Linked DNA regions of Mus musculus: region 1 is linked to region 2. The links are chromatin contacts, called in public HiChIP or PLAC-seq maps. All regions are on one chromosome and are shown on one strand. The core of a region is the stretch at or near the end of the contact, and the rest is flanking DNA. Distances in the headings are between cores, read along the strand shown. Region 1 overlaps Map4 (microtubule-associated protein 4). Region 2 holds the start of Celsr3 (cadherin, EGF LAG seven-pass G-type receptor 3).

Evidence for each region. HiChIP or PLAC-seq counts read pairs in DNA pulled down with a chosen protein or histone mark.
Region 1: an H3K27ac HiChIP or PLAC-seq map of double positive thymocytes shows a contact between it and region 2, with 5 times the contacts expected there. The contact joins the enhancer-like site here to the promoter of Celsr3 in region 2. A contact is called at or near these places in 2 of 39 promoter capture datasets (cranial neural crest and hippocampal neurons), 2 of 115 datasets of contacts at active chromatin or transcription factors (double positive thymocytes and embryonic forebrain) and 1 of 9 other capture datasets (liver).

Annotation. Positions count from the first base shown.
Region 1 is chr9:110,059,877-110,064,591 of GRCm38.p6, forward strand. It overlaps Map4 (microtubule-associated protein 4), which reads left to right. Exons shown (of 19, transcript NM_001205330.1): 9 at 3,141-3,247; 10 at 4,352-4,573. Among named protein-coding and RNA genes, the nearest start is that of Dhx30, 55 kb to the right of the region's middle. Within about 2 kb of position 2,730, at least 33 of the 459 cell types and tissues checked have an H3K27ac peak or open chromatin away from gene starts, as enhancers often do. A contact at or near this core is called in double positive thymocytes, where this site is marked.
Region 2 is chr9:108,824,435-108,828,770 of GRCm38.p6, forward strand. Celsr3 (cadherin, EGF LAG seven-pass G-type receptor 3) reads left to right here and starts at 1,611. Exons shown (of 36, transcript NM_001359572.1): 1 at 1,611-4,336. The coding sequence starts at 1,886. It overlaps Gm35025 (a long non-coding RNA gene), which reads right to left and starts at 1,686. Exons shown (of 2, transcript XR_871161.3): 1 at 48-1,686.

The DNA.
Region 1 (4,715 bases), core at 1,480-3,979, 1.2 Mb after region 2:
TACTTATATGAGTACACTGTAGCTGTCTTCAGACACCCCAGAAGAGGGCATCAGATCCCATTACAGATGGTTGTGAGCCACCATGTGGTTGCTGGGAATTGAACTCAGGACCTCTGGAAGAGCAGTCAGTGCTCTTAACCGCTGAGCCATCTCTCCAGCCCTATTTATTATTTTATTTTTATTTCTTGAGGCAGGGTTTCTCTGTGCAGCCCTAGCTGTTCTAGAATTCACTATGTAAACCAGGAGGGACTTGAACTCAGAGATCTAACTACCTCTGCCTGCCAAGTGCTGGGATTAAAAGCATGTGACTATAATCACTGGCTACTTCAATCCTTTTGCCAAATTTGGTATATTAGATAATATCTAAACAGCCATGGAGTCATGCATGCATCCATTCTCCTCTAGAGACTGAAGGTAGAAATGCTCAGGTTTTTCATTATTGTCCCTGTTCTTCTGAGAATCATTCTTTTTTTTTTTTCTTTTGCTATTATTCAAATGATTGAACTGAATACTTTGTACTCATTTGGCAAATTCACTAATCCCTGTAAGGATGGGACTCACTAATCCCCATAAGGATGGGATGCACTGGGCCGATCACATCTCTGATTCACTGTTTCTATCCCATTTTTATTGTTTTAGGGTTTTGGGCTTTGTTTTTTAATGAGAAAAGGTTTCAACTCTGTAGGCCAGGTTGTCCTTGTAGTGACAGTTTACTCGTATATAAGATAAACAAAATCTTAAAAAAATAAATAAGAGGTTCAAGAAACTGAACAAATTCTAAATGTAGAAAATCTCCAAACATCTTATAACAAGGCTTCTTATTTTCAAGTTAACTTGAACTTTTATAAAAAGAAAATCTTTAAAGCAGCAGGGAGGGACTCCTCAGAGAATGATTTTATTTTATTTTTTAACAGAAACCAAAGGACATTGCAGTAGCAGGTGTTTTCTTAGGGCTGTGAACAAGAAATAAGCCTTTTATGCCTGTGTGTTTGTGTGTGTGCAGCTGCACATGACATGTTGGTAATACCATCTCCTGCCTTTGAAACGGGCTGTCTTACTGCCCTGCAGCTCCCCGCTGCCACTAGACTGCCTGCCAGTCTCAACTTATTACCTTACACTGGGATTACAAGCAGGCATTTCCCCTTGGGTTCTGAGGATCAAACATAGGTATCCATTTGCCTGCTTTACTGAGCTGTCTCTCAAGTCCCTAAAGTGGGCTTAGAGGGGTGGGGGGAGGGCTGCTCACAATATAGCTCCACAGTAGTGTGTGCCTAAAATGTGCAAGTCATGGGTTTCACTTCAGAAAACCAAAGTGGGGTGGTTCAAGGATCTTTTTTTTTTTTTTTTTTTTTTTTTGGTTTTTCGAGACAGAGTTTCTATGTGTAGCCCTGGCTGTCCTGGAACTCACTCTGTAGACCAGGCTGGCCTCGAACTCAGAAATCCGCCTGCCTCTGCCTCCCGAGTGCTGGGATTAAAAGTGTGAGCCACCACGCCCGGCTTGGTTCAAGGATCTTAAGGGGAAGTAAAAGTTTAGTAGTTTATTCTGCACAAAGCAATAAATTCCAAAAATGTTAATTTAGAAATTCTAAACGATATTCATATAATCCATACAATACCATGAAGATCCAAGATATGAACCATCAACTCTTTATGTCTTTAATATTTATTATTTTTATTTCAAAGGTGTTTTTACCTGCACGTGGATATATCAGATACATGTAGTGCTCAGTGCTCCTTTGGGACTGAATCTGTTTTCAACATGGGTGCTGAAAACCAAACCTAGGTCCTCTGGAAGAGAAGTCAGTGCTCTTAACTTTTGAGATCTCTCCAGCCCTTGTTGTTTGGTTTTTGAGACAGGATCTCATATACCCTGGCTGGCTTCAATCTCACTATGTAGCTAAAGCTGGCTTTGAACACCGGCTGCTACTACATCTCCCAAAAACTGGAATTATATACCTGTGCATACTTATTCATATTTTCATATTTAGCATTTCTATGACCTACTTTTATATTCTTTTGACCTTTTGGGGCGGCTGAGGGCTAGATTGTTAACCTTACAAGATGAACTGATACCTGGCCCTGGGTGTGGTAGCACAGGCCTCTAATCACAGCATTCAGGAGATTGAGGGAAGAGGACCAGCATCTGATACACTCGAGCCAGTCTTCAGGAAGTGAAAAGAGAGCAAGCCACGGGATGCAGCTCAGTCGGTAGCATTCCCAGAGCCTAGGTTTGCACCACATAAACTCGGTTACAACAGTACAGTTCTACAACCTTAGCACTCCAGAGGTGAAGACAGGAGACTCAGACCTCATCCCTATGTGTGTAGTGATTTCCAGGCCAACCCTGGCTACATAAGATTCTGTCTTAAAACACCAGTTACAAAAAAGAGTGACTGATGTTAAGGAGTTGAAGCTCTTTGTGTTTGAGAATGATTGTGTGGCAGGTGTCTTTTGGATTTAGGTATGCTTTTTGTGGTTATGGTTTCTGTGCCAGTCAGAAAATGTCCATGTTAGGACTACACATTTCATACTTGTCACAGTGCTCCTAGGCATCTTGCTTGTTTACACCTGAGGTATCTCCCTTCTGAAGAGAGGAGTTCTTCTGGCTTAGGCTGATGACTTTCTTTTCCACGGCTCTTGGCCTTGTTGGAAATCTAGGTCAGTTAGAATTGGAGCAGCTTAATCTCACATCCTCTGCAGCGTGGCTCTTTACAGCGAGAGGAAGTGAGGGAGGTTATTGAACCACCTGGCGCTTGCCCCATCTCTCAGCAACCTTTACTCTAAGGGGTAGACTATGGCAGAAGTGGTTTTTGTCCCCTTTGTTTTCGGGGAGTTGGTGTTTGGGTGACAGAAGCTCTTTGTTGGTATCCAGGGAAAAGGAAAGCAAACCTTAAAGGCCGTTTCCCTGCGCTGATCATCATCAGGGTGGATCCTCCTTCACACGGTGACAAGTGCTCAGACAGAGCTCCTAGAATTGTGATCCCAGGGAGGACACAGGCTGCCCATCCTCGGCAGCCTAGCCCTTTGGGTTCTTCAGAATGGAGCTCCAGTCATGGGACTCTCAATGGAGCCTTCCGTGTTTCAAATGGTTGTAAAATACATTTGCTTAAGGTAATTTCCGCTGACTCTCCACCCTTTAGGAGTATCCCGGCAAGAAGAAGCAAAGGCTGCTGTAGGTGTGACTGGAAATGACATCACTACCCCGCCAAACAAGGAGCCACCACCAAGCCCAGAAAAGAAAGCAAAGGTAGGCGCTACAGTGGATGATGGTTTCCCTTTTCTGTGATTTTAAACCTTCTGCTGCTATTGCTTGAATCATGAGTGCAGTGTCTTTTTTTCTGAGCTGTCTTGTCTTTCTTCAAATTTAGATGCCCTTAGAAAATAGATCCTATATTTTCATTTGGCCTAAACCAAATTCATTCATTCAAAATCCTCTGCCTGCACTTTTATAGTATATCTGTGTAAAATGTTCATTAAATATTTGTTTTCTGTGCTAGAGATTGAACCTAGGACCTTATACTTCTTAGGCAAGTGCTCTACCACCGTGCCCATGGCTTTTTCAGACAGGATGTTACTATGTCTACCATTGTCAATTTATAAATGACTTACCTTTTGCTTACTAACAGCAAGAAGCAATTGTAGACTTACCCTGAAACCTGTTCGAGAAAAAAAATGAATGAAGGTTTCTTAGACAGACCATGGCTTCAGAAACTTTCTCTTGTACTTGGTAAACACACAGGTACCACATTTTAGGGTATAGTTATGCTGTCTTGTGAAGACATAGGAAAGAAAAGTAGGGTGTGGTTGGTGCCTGTACGTTTAATCTCAGCAGTTTGGCAGCTGAGGCTAGAGGATCCTGAGTTGTGTGTCAGCCTGGGTAACTTAAGATCCTATTTTTTTAAAAAAGAAATCCAGTCAGTAATAATTTAATCATTTACTGATACATTTATTTATAAAATTCTTACAGCTGCCAAAAGTTAATGACAAAGATATTATTAAAATAAATGATTTAAAAATCAAACCATTGGAATTTGTGGCGCTATGATTAAGAAAGCATTTCCACAGACATGGGGATATAGTTCAGAAGTACAGCATGTGCTTAGCATGCCTAAGATCTTGTGTCTAAGAATAAAGAGAATTACAGTATCTTAAACTTCATCTTAGTATCACTTTACTGTCTACTGAGCTCAGAAGAAAGGAATGCTTATTTTCAGTTGCATCAATCCTCATTGCTTATAATTTTACTTTGAATTGTGCAATTTATACATTTTTATTTGTTTTTATTCTTGTCTGTGTGTTTTATGTTCTTTAAATTTTTTAAATTAAAAATTAAACAACCATCAACTTAAAGCCTTTGGCCACCACTCAACCTGCAAAGACTTCAACATCGAAAGCCAAAACACAGCCCACTTCTCTCCCTAAGCAACCAGCTCCCACCACCTCTGGTGGGTTGAATAAAAAACCCATGAGCCTCGCCTCAGGCTCAGTGCCAGCTGCCCCACACAAACGCCCTGCTGCTGCCACTGCTACTGCCAGGCCTTCCACCCTACCTGCCAGAGACGTGAAGCCAAAGGTAAGTGGCCACCCATACACTGTGCCCGGAGAAGATTTCCCTTGAGTTTCAGGTCCATAGACAGGCTCTTGTTGCTGCAGATGATGAACTGATGGAACTGGGGAAGGTCAGGGAAGGGCAGTGGTGCTTTGCAAGTCAGTTT
Region 2 (4,336 bases), core at 361-2,860:
CAAGAGCCGGGATGGCATCCTAAAAGTGCTGCTCAGGCAACTCGTACCGGAAGTCCAGATCCCTAAGGTCATTCAGGGGTCTCCTCTGTGATTCCAGCTGGTTTCCTCCTTGTTCAACCTGAGATTTGCGCTTTCCACTAGCTAGTCTGTGGACCCACAGAGCGGCGGGCGCTTCAAAACCAGGTCCCGCTCCTCTCTTCTCTAGTCAGGAACTACAATCCTACGGAGTACTTTCTTTAGTGCCGCTGTACATAGTCCACCTACACGCACAAATGGTGTATCTGTCACGGAACTCTGACTTGAGTCTTAAGACTTAACGACCCCAAACACTACAGCTGATACCCATGGGTCAGATCACAGCAGCCTCGTCCAGTGCAACCCGAGTGAGCCAAACCTCCCCGAAGCAAAGAAACCCAGGAGCGAGAGAATGCGTTGATTGGTTGCTGGTGATGTCATAGCTACCATTTGGGGGCGGGCCAGAGGTCTTGGCCAGGAGTTCTTGGACTGTTTGAAGTAGTAACCACTCAGCCGGGGGAACCGCACCCAGGGCAATGTTCTGGGGTCCTAGGCCTGACTCCTGTCTCGGTGTCAGAATGAATGAGTCCCCTGCACCTTGCGTTGCAGCTCATCACCGATGCCAAGTTTGGAGGCTGATCAATATAGCGCGTCTTTTGGATTATTTCTGCTGGCTAGCGTGGAACCCGCGAGGCCCTCCTACCTCCCGCATACAATGGAGTCCTCCGAGAGGGGCGGGGTCTCCCATTGTGCCAATAGAAACAATGACACTCTAATTGGAATGCGCCGCCTTTCTCTAGGATTCTGTGACGTCTGTTGCGCCACATCTAGCTATTGGTTGGTTGAGATGCGCGCGTGCCAGGAGTTGGACGGAAAGCTAGACTGGACCAGGACTAGGGAGAACTGAGCTTCTGTCGGGTTCTTCAAGGGGTTAAAGGATGCAGTTGTCGCAGGCGAGGGGGCGGAGATCTGAGGAAGCTGGGTCCACAGTTGTACAACCCTGGGTTCCACGTGGCATCTCAGAACACTGGAAAGAACCATAGCCTAGAGAGACGTGGTGTCTCTCCCAAGTCTGGGAGACCGCTAGTGACTCTCGTGGCGGAGAAGAGTTGGCTTCTCTTCCTGTCTCAGAAGGGTCGTTTTCAGATCCTGTTCTGTAGGAGCAAACAAGGAGATTTTTGCGACATGTTTCTCATAAGTTAAACTTGTTAATAAACAGTTAACGCTATTGTTTGAACCAGGCCGGTGTCTGGCCATTATTTTCACAGTCCCAGGATTCTATATGGTAACCCTTCCCAGACCGATGACAGCACATTTTCAAACCAAAATGGGTGTTAGGGCTCGGAACTAGCGCTCTAAAGGGAGACGAGATTCTCGGTCTGAAGAAAGACTAGGAAGCCACGCTGGAATAGCGCACTAGGATGAGAGGGAGGGCGGTGGCAGAGTAGCGGAGAAACTCCCAGCTCCGTTCAGCACCGTGGGCAGCACTTCTGTTCTCAATAAAGATGGCGGTAACGGCTTCAGTCGCCAGAACTGCCATGCGCGACGGGCTGTACCACCAGGTTTGGGGCATCGGGGCGGAGGTGGAGCAAACCATCGGAGCGGCCGGGAGCCATGTTGGAGCGTCGGGAGGCGGCAGCGGCGTCGGGGATGCTGTGGTGGGGGCGGCAAAAGCCGGGGCCGTATGCCAAAGGGGCTCTGGCCGCGGAGTAGATGGTGCCCAGAGAGCAGTGGCGGCGCGGAGCGACGGGCAGAGGGGCGGAGGGCCGGGGCGGCGGCAGGGGCCCAGGAGGGGGCCAGAGCAGCGGGGCGGGCCCAAGGCCCGGACCCGGGCGGGGGGCGGCGGAGGCCGTGACGGGAGGCGGGGGTGATGGCGAGGCGGCCTCTATGGTGGGGTCTCCCGGGACCGTCGACCCCGGTACTACTGCTCCTTCTCCTCTCTTTGTTCCCTTTTAGCCGGGAGGAGCTGGGGGGCGGTGGGGACCAGGACTGGGACCCAGGGGTTGCTACTACTACTGGGCCAAGAGCGCAAATCGGCAGTGGAGCCGTAGCTCTTTGTCCCGAATCTCCCGGCGTCTGGGAAGATGGAGATCCTGGCCTGGGGGTCAGGGAGCCTGTCTTCATGAGGCTCCGAGTAGGTAGGCAAAACGCCCGGAATGGTCGAGGGGCCCCTGAGCAACCAAACGCGGAGGTGGTGGTCCAGGCATTGGGTAGTCGCGAGCAAGAGGCAGGTCAGGGTCCAGGGTATCTGTTATGTTGGCACCCAGAGATCTCCTCTTGTGGGCGGACAGGGCCTTTACGAAGAGGTAGCCTGCCACTCGATGCTCTGTCCCCAGGGGATTCTGATCTGAGGAACAGCTCTCCTCACCCTTCAGAACTTCTGGCTCAGCCTGATGGCTCCAGGCCAGTGGCCTTCCAGCGTAATGCTAGGAGAAGCATCCGCAAAAGAGTGGAAACCTCTCGCTGCTGCGGGAAGCTGTGGGAGCCAGGACACAAGGGTCAGGGTGAGAGATCCGCGACTTCCACAGTGGACAGGGGACCCTTTCGGCGGGACTGCCTCCCCGGCTCTTTAGGATCTGGCCTGGGGGAGGATTCAGCACCACGTGCTGTGAGGACAGCTCCTACGCCGGGTTCAGCACCTCGCGAGTCTCGGACAGCTCCCGGGCGCATGCGCTCCCGCGGTCTCTTCCGCCGCCGTTTCCTCTTTGAGCGCCCTGGGCCGCGCCCTCCCGGGTTTCCGACTGGTCCTGAAGCCAAGCAAATACTCTCAACTAACCAGGCTCGTCCTCGTCGTGCTGCAAACCGCCACCCGCAGTTTCCTCAATACAACTACCAGACACTGGTACCTGAAAATGAGGCAGCGGGCACATCAGTACTGCGCGTGGTGGCACAAGACCCGGACCCAGGCGAGGCCGGGCGCCTCATCTACTCGCTGGCGGCGCTCATGAACAGCCGCTCGCTGGAGCTTTTCAGTATTGATCCTCAGAGTGGCCTCATCCGCACGGCTGCCGCTCTGGATCGTGAGAGTATGGAACGCCACTACCTTCGAGTAACAGCACAGGACCACGGCTCACCGCGCCTCTCAGCTACCACCATGGTGGCGGTGACAGTAGCTGACCGCAACGATCACGCGCCAGTGTTTGAGCAAGCCCAGTATCGGGAAACACTTCGTGAGAATGTGGAAGAAGGTTACCCCATCCTGCAGTTGCGTGCCACCGACGGCGACGCGCCACCTAACGCCAACCTGCGCTACCGCTTCGTGGGATCGCCAGCTGTGCGCACCGCAGCCGCCGCTGCTTTCGAGATTGATCCACGTTCGGGTCTTATCAGCACCAGTGGCCGCGTGGACAGGGAACACATGGAAAGCTATGAGCTAGTAGTAGAGGCTAGTGACCAGGGCCAGGAGCCTGGGCCACGTTCAGCCACCGTGCGAGTGCACATAACTGTGCTGGATGAGAATGATAATGCGCCCCAGTTCAGCGAGAAGCGCTATGTGGCACAGGTGCGTGAGGATGTGCGCCCTCACACGGTGGTGCTACGTGTCACGGCCACGGACAAGGACAAGGATGCCAATGGTTTGGTGCATTATAACATTATCAGCGGCAACAGCCGGGGCCATTTTGCCATCGACAGTCTCACGGGTGAGATACAGGTAATGGCACCCCTGGACTTTGAGGCAGAGAGAGAGTACGCTTTGCGAATCCGGGCACAAGATGCAGGCCGGCCACCTTTGTCCAACAACACGGGCCTGGCAAGCATCCAGGTGGTAGACATCAATGACCATGCTCCTATCTTTGTCAGCACACCCTTTCAGGTCTCTGTTTTGGAAAATGCACCCCTGGGTCACTCAGTAATTCACATTCAAGCAGTGGATGCAGATCATGGGGAGAACTCCAGGTTAGAGTATTCTCTAACTGGTGTGGCATCAGACACACCCTTTGTGATAAACAGTGCCACTGGCTGGGTCTCTGTGAGCGGTCCCCTGGACCGTGAATCTGTGGAACATTACTTTTTTGGTGTGGAGGCTCGAGACCATGGTTCACCCCCACTCTCTGCTTCAGCCAGTGTCACCGTAACTGTGTTGGATGTCAATGACAATCGGCCTGAGTTCACCATGAAAGAGTACCACCTTCGGCTCAATGAGGACGCAGCTGTAGGCACCAGTGTGGTCAGTGTGACTGCGGTAGATCGAGATGCTAACAGCGCCATCAGCTACCAAATCACGGGTGGCAACACTCGGAACCGATTTGCCATCAGCACCCAGGGTGGTGTGGGCCTGGTGACACTGGCTCTGCCGCTGGATTACAAGCAGGAACGCTAC